2 separate regions of the Sus scrofa genome follow, and region 1 is linked to region 2. The links are chromatin contacts, called in public Hi-C maps. All regions are on one chromosome and are shown on one strand. Each heading gives the region's core, a stretch centred on a gene start, on an enhancer-like site or on the middle of the called end of the contact. The rest is flanking DNA. Distances are from core to core; before and after follow the strand shown.

Evidence for each region. A called contact is a pair of places that touch in the nucleus more often than the background predicts.
Region 1: a Hi-C map of liver shows a contact between it and region 2, with 5 times the contacts expected there. The contact joins the enhancer-like site here to the promoter of LOC100626206 in region 2. A contact is called at or near these places in 3 of 5 promoter capture datasets (fetal skeletal muscle, liver and skeletal muscle), 27 of 47 Hi-C or Micro-C datasets (adipocytes, adipose tissue, alveolar macrophages and 17 more) and 2 of 2 datasets of contacts at active chromatin or transcription factors (alveolar macrophages and skeletal muscle).

Annotation. Positions count from the first base shown.
Region 1 is chr12:11,486,900-11,490,066 of Sscrofa11.1, reverse strand. No RefSeq gene overlaps it. Among named protein-coding and RNA genes, the nearest start is that of FAM20A, 120 kb to the left of the region's middle. Within about 2 kb of position 1,501, at least 3 of the 83 cell types and tissues checked have an H3K27ac peak or open chromatin away from gene starts, as enhancers often do. A contact at or near this core is called in liver, where this site is marked.
Region 2 is chr12:11,163,473-11,166,564 of Sscrofa11.1, reverse strand. It overlaps LOC100626206 (ATP-binding cassette sub-family A member 10), which reads right to left and starts at 1,379. Exons shown (of 34, transcript XM_021068074.1): 1 at 658-1,379. The coding sequence starts at 753. It overlaps LOC110256158 (vegetative cell wall protein gp1-like), which reads right to left and starts at 2,764. Exons shown (of 1, transcript XM_021068073.1): 1 at 1,436-2,764. The coding sequence starts at 2,764. The coding sequence ends at 1,436.

The DNA of each region.
Region 1 (3,167 bases), core at 252-2,751, 320 kb before region 2:
CCCCAGGAGTGGGATTGCAGAATCATATGGCGATTCTAGTTTTACTTTAAAACATCTATATGGATGTTTTTCATGGAGAATACATAATTCATACTGTTGTTTTCATGGTATTATTTGAAATATTGGTATTTTTCTCAAAAAAAAAAAAACAAAAAACTCTAGCCATGTTTGGAAGTATGTGTTTCCTACCAGCTCTCTGTGCTGAGACTGGAAGGCACCACATTGTGGGGTTTCAGCTCTCCCAGCTATCCGCAAGACATCCCTTTTCATCACAGCTGTTAAGTGTGCATTACAAGCCCAGCCTATTTCAGATTCAAAAGGGGCTGGTGAACTTTGTTCTGTGGAAGGTTGCTGGCCCCAAGAAAGAATGGAGAATGAGACATCCTGTTCTCCTTTGCTCTTTTATCAAGAGGGACACTGAACAGAGGGAGTTTGGGGGGCGTCCTAGCATCCAGAGCTGGGCTGAAATTGATGAAGACCCAAGCCTGGATACTGGAATCCTTTACATGGCATCTTAGGACTCAGGATCTTGGGCTCACCTCCTTAAGATGCTGGTCTTCCATGAAGCTTAAGTATCTGGTAGACACTGGGGAGATCTTCCTCCTGAGTACAACCTTCCTTCTTCCTGCTCTATTCCACTTTGGGGAAGATCTAATCTAGATTTTTGGGGGACTCTAGGAAGAAACTGCTAGTGACTCTAACCTGGGTTCATTTTTTTCTTGCCTCTTCTTTCTACCCAGATATTGGCTTAGATTAAGATGTGAGTCCAAGGAGGTCATTCAATCTTCTGTCTTTTGGGCTCAGGACAGAGGCACAAATGGAGTCTTTTTTTTTTTTTTTTAATTTTAACAATGTGTTTTCTTTAACCCAGTGTATGCAAAATATTATCATTTCAACATATAATCAATGAAAGATATTTTGTATTTTCCTTGATGGCTCGATGGCATGGAACTCCTGTGTTCCACGCAGGGGTTTGGCCCCAAATCTTGTGTTGGTGAAGGAGGAGGTTTCTCTCCAATGGTTCCTTCACACGTAACCTTGGTCAACCTTCAGTCAAAAAACAGATCGAGGATTTGAGATCCTGATTCTCCCTCCCCCTCTTTCTCTCAATCTCTGTCAGAGTCACAAAAGTATTTTTGAGAGTGTTTAGACAACTAAAAACCAAGTGGCTTGTACATCTGATGATGATGGCAACTAAGAGCACTTTAGAAAAGTACTGATGTGCTTCCCTATTCCAGAGTGTGAGCCTCCATGAGAGCATAATGGGTCGTGGCTCATTCGTGGAAACAGGTGCTTCCAAATAAATAAGCATTGGACTTTGGAAACTGACTCATGGCTTAATTTGAATGCAGTTCAAGCTGCTGATCCCCAAAGGTCCAGATTAACTTCCGGGGAGAGGGATGATTTCTCTCTCGCTACCCTGATGGCACAGACTCAGTGCCACAGTAAAGGCAAGAAAGGAGTCTGCCATGTTGGGGTCTTCCTATGGCCAGGAGATGGCGCAATCTGCAAGCCTATTTCTTCGTTTCAGTAGAAACAAGGCTGTTGCTGTTTTTCACAGTGAGGTCAAAGATCCAGAGCAGAACTGGAAAAAGACCAAATATTATAAAAGGCCATAATTCATATCCTGAAGATTCTTGCAGTCCTTGGGTGTGTTTCTTTGGGACAGCTTGGGGAAGAAAAACAGGCAAACGAAATCTCATATGTACATTCTGGGAATTTTAGAGACAATCTCCCATGTTCTTTTGGAGAAATGTACAGAAACAAAGCACTTTTATGTTGTAAATACCAACTTGGAATACAGATGGGGAGAAGGACTTTTCTTTCCTTGTCTTTTTTTTTTTTAACAAGGATGAAAACAATTTGTTTTTACTTCTTTATTTTTTAAAGTCTAATTGATTCACAATGTTGCACCAATTTCTGCTGTATAGCATAGCGGTCCAGCCATGTGTGTGTGTGTATATATGTGTGTGTGTGTGTATATATATATATGTATATGTATATATTTATGTATATACATATATGTATATATATATATGTATATGTATATATTTATGTATATACACACACACATATATGTATGTGTGTATATATATATACACATTCTTTTTCTCATACTATCTTCCATCATGGTCTATCCCAAGAGACTGGATATATCCAATCCCTGTGCTGTGCAGTAGGAACTTACTGCTTATCCATTCTAAATGTAATAGTTTGCATCTACCAACCCCAAACCCCCAGTCCATCTCACTCCCTCCCCCATTCCCCTTGGCAACCACAAGTCTGTTCTCTGTCTGTGAGTCTGTTTCTGTTTTGTAAATAAGTTCATTTGTATAATTTTTTTTTTTAGATATCCTATATCTGCCTCTTTCTTTCTGATTTACTTCACTTAGTATGATCATCTCCAGGTCCATCCATGTCACTGCAAATGGCATTATTTCATGCATTTTAATGGCAAAGTGGTATTCCATCGTGTATGTACACCGCATCTTCTTTATCCATTCACCTGCTGATGGACATTGAGGTTGCTTCCATGTCTTGGCTACTGTAAACAGTGCTGCTGTGAACATCGAGGTGCATGCATCTTTTCAAATTAGAGTTTTCATCTTTTTTTGAATATAGGACCAGGAGTGAGATTGCTGGATAATATGCTAACTCATTTTTTTTTTTTTAAGGAACCTCCATACTCTTCTCCATCATGGCTGCATCAATTTGCATTCCCTCCAACAGTACAGGAAGGTTCCCTTTTCTCCGCATCCTCTCCAGTACTTATTATCTGTAGGCTTTGATGACAGACATTCTGACGGTATGAGGTGAGAGATACTTCATTGTAGTTTTGATTTGCATTTCCCTAATAATTAGGGATACTGGGCACCCTTTCATGCGCCTGTTGGCCATCTGTGTATCTTCTTTGAAGCAATGTCTGTTTAGATCTTCTGCCCATTTTAAAAATTGAGTTGTTTGTTTTTTTCATATTGAACCATATGAGCTGTTTGTGTATTTTGGAAGTTAATCCCTCGTTGGCCACATCATTTGCAAATATTTTCTCCCATTCCGTAAGCTGCCTTTTCATTTTGTTTATGGTTTCTTTGCTGTACAAACACTGGATTCCAGTCTTGACTTTAGAACCCTTTGTTTATAGGACTCCTGTTTATCATCTTGTGAAA
Region 2 (3,092 bases), core at 130-2,629:
GGGGGCTGTGAACTCTGTGAGCTCCCACTGAAATGTTAGTGGCTATTTTTAAACAGGACCCAGATCTATGTGGCCATGGCAGCTCCAGCCACACCTCATGGTAACACAGAGCAAATCTCTTCATCCTAAGGTCCATGCCCCTGTACTAAAAAATCTGCAGAAAGCAAACATACTGCACAGTCTTCCCTCATTTTTTGCTAATGAATTTTTCTCCAGCCTTACCAATTACCAAAATTTTATCAAAATGTCCCCAATAGAGCACTCTGAGTTACTCATTTAAAATCTATTTCATTTTGCCTCTTTCTTTTTTTTTTCTCTCTCTCTCTTTTTTTCCTAATACTGAAGTTGGCCCAGGGTAAATCAGAACGACTCCACGAGATTCAAATGGATCACATCTTTGGAGAATGGCTAGTTCTATTCAATAAAAATGCCACTTACTTTGTTTTTCAGGAACTGACATATGAGCCCTTTAGTTAATTTCACCTTTTGCCATAATCTTTAACCTATTCTGCAATATTTGCCAAGTACTATATTGAGAACCCCAAATCAACGAGCCCGTAGAATTTGTGAACATAAAAAAGCAAGAAAAATGGCATAATATGAAATAGTAGATTTTCATTCACTAAATAGGGAAAACTATATATTTGCAGACCACACCAATAAGCTTTCTTTCTTCATCCTCCATTTTTTAAGAAGATTCTTGTAGAGAAGGGCCTGAGTTTGTTGACACACACTTATCTCCTTTTTAATCATTCTGTCCTGTTCATTGAGAGAGATGAAAAGTAAATACTGTGGACCAATAATGAGGTGAGAAAAAGACACACCACCCCCCAGAAAAAAAAATTCCAGTTACAAAAAAGCTTCTGAACACTTTGAAAACAGAGTCCCGGATGTCTTCACTGGAAGCAAAGTAACACACATTCACGAGGGGTTTTTTTGGTTTAAAAGCAGGAAGTATTAATGAGTGCACACTGTCCTGCCAGCTCAGCCTCCTCTCCAGGCTCTCTGGTTACGACACAGATGAGGGCTACGGGGTGAGAGGTCTCTTCCCTCTTGTCTCAAAAGTAAGCTTTTCTGCCAAATCTTGACCTGATAACAATCTCAAGTCAGTCAGAGAATGAGACGTCAGAATAATATTTAGAATCCAGTTGTCCCTTAGTTTAAAAAAAAATAAATAAGTACTCCAGGAATAAGAACCAGCTCTGGGTTTCTGTTATTCAGAGGTTTGCCACACTGGTCTGCCCTTGGAACGGCAGGCTTCTGCGTGCCTATGTGATGGCGTCTAGGAAACCACTGAGGAAAGGAAAGCTGAATCATATGACAGTCATTCCTAAAATCCCAAAGACCTCCTATCTCGCCTTGAAACTCACGGGTGGCCTTTTAGGAGGCAGAGAGGTAAGATGCCTGCAGATGGAAATCGAAATCGAAGTCCTCGTTAGCTAGGATGCCTGGAGTGACTCGGGTGTGCAGGGTCTGCTGGAGTGACTGGGGTGCGCATGTCTGCTGGAGTGACTCGGGTGTGCAGGGTCTGCCGGAGTGACTCGGGTGCGCAGGGTCTGCCGGAGGGACTGGGGTGCGCAGGGTCTGCCGGAGTGACTGGGGTGCGCAGGGTCTGCTGGAGCGACTCGGGTGTGCAGGGTCTGCCGGAGTGACCGGGGTGCGCAGGGTCTGCTGGAGCGACTCGGGTGTGCAGGGTCTGCCGGAGGGACTGGGGTGCGCAGGGTCTGCCGGAGTGACTCGGGTGCGCAGGGTCTGCCGGAGGGACTGGGGTGCGCAGGGTCTGCCGGAGGGACTGGGGTGCGCAGGGTCTGCCGGAGTGACTGGGGTGCGCAGGGTCTGCCGGAGTGACTCGGGTGTGCAGGGTCTGCCGGAGGGACCGGGGTGCGCAGGGTCTGCCGGAGGGACCGGGGTGCGCAGGGTCTGCCGGAGTGACTCGGGTGCGCAGGGTCTGCCGGAGGGACTGGGGTGTGCAGGGTCTGCCGGAGGGACTCGGGTGTGCAGGGTCTGCCGGAGTGACTCGGGTGCGCAGGGTCTGCCGGAGTGACCGGGGTGCGCAGGGTCTGCCGGAGTGACCGGGGTGCGCAGGGTCTGCCGGAGTGACCGGGGTGCGCAGGGTCTGCCGGAGTGACCGGGGTGCGCAGGGTCTGCCGGAGGGACTCGGGTGTGCAGGGTCTGCTGGAGTGACCGGGGTGCGCAGGGTCTGCCGGAGTGACCGGGGTGCGCAGGGTCTGCTGGAGGGACTCGGGTGTGCAGGGTCTGCTGGAGTGACCGGGGTGCGCAGGGTCTGCCGGAGTGACCGGGGTGCGCAGGGTCTGCTGGAGGGACTCGGGTGTGCAGGGTCTGCTGGAGTGACCGGGGTGCGCAGGGTCTGCCGGAGTGACCGGGGTGCGCAGGGTCTGCCGGAGGGACTGGGGTGCGCAGGGTCTGCCGGAGGGACTGGGGTGCGCAGGGTCTGCCGGAGGGACTGGGGTGCGCAGGGTCTGCTGGAGTGACTGGGGTGCGCATGTCTGCTGGAGTGACTCGGGTGCGCAGGGTCTGCTGGAGGGACTCGGGTGTGCAGGGTCTGCTGGAGTGACTGGGGTGCGCAGGGTCTGCTGGAGTGACTGGGGTGCGCAGGGTCTGCCGGAGGGACTGGGGTGCGCAGGGTCTGCTGGAGTGACTCGGGTGCGCAGGGTCTGCTGGAGTGATTGGGGTGTGCACCTGACGGATAACGGGGCTGCTTCTGCGTTTTCAACTTGAAATCCTGGAGGCGGTCTTTCGGCATCACAGCACTGGTGACTGAAATTCATGCGTATCAGTGCTGATGTTCTATACAAATTACAATGTTTAGAGAACTGACTAGACGTCTCCTTTTTTGATGAAAGGTAAAGCCATCTCAGTTCTCCCCTGAGAGTTTCTAAGGGGAAACACCCATCTCCGTGTTAAGGGCTGGAGGGGGTCCATCAAAGACTTTTTCAAAGAAGAAAGAAAGCACAGGAAGAAACAACTTGTCCTAAAGCCTACACTTTCCCCAAAAGTAAAACCCTGCGAATTCTTGAAAAGGCTGTTCAGAGACGCGTAAACCTGACACACAAAAATATTAATAATATTTA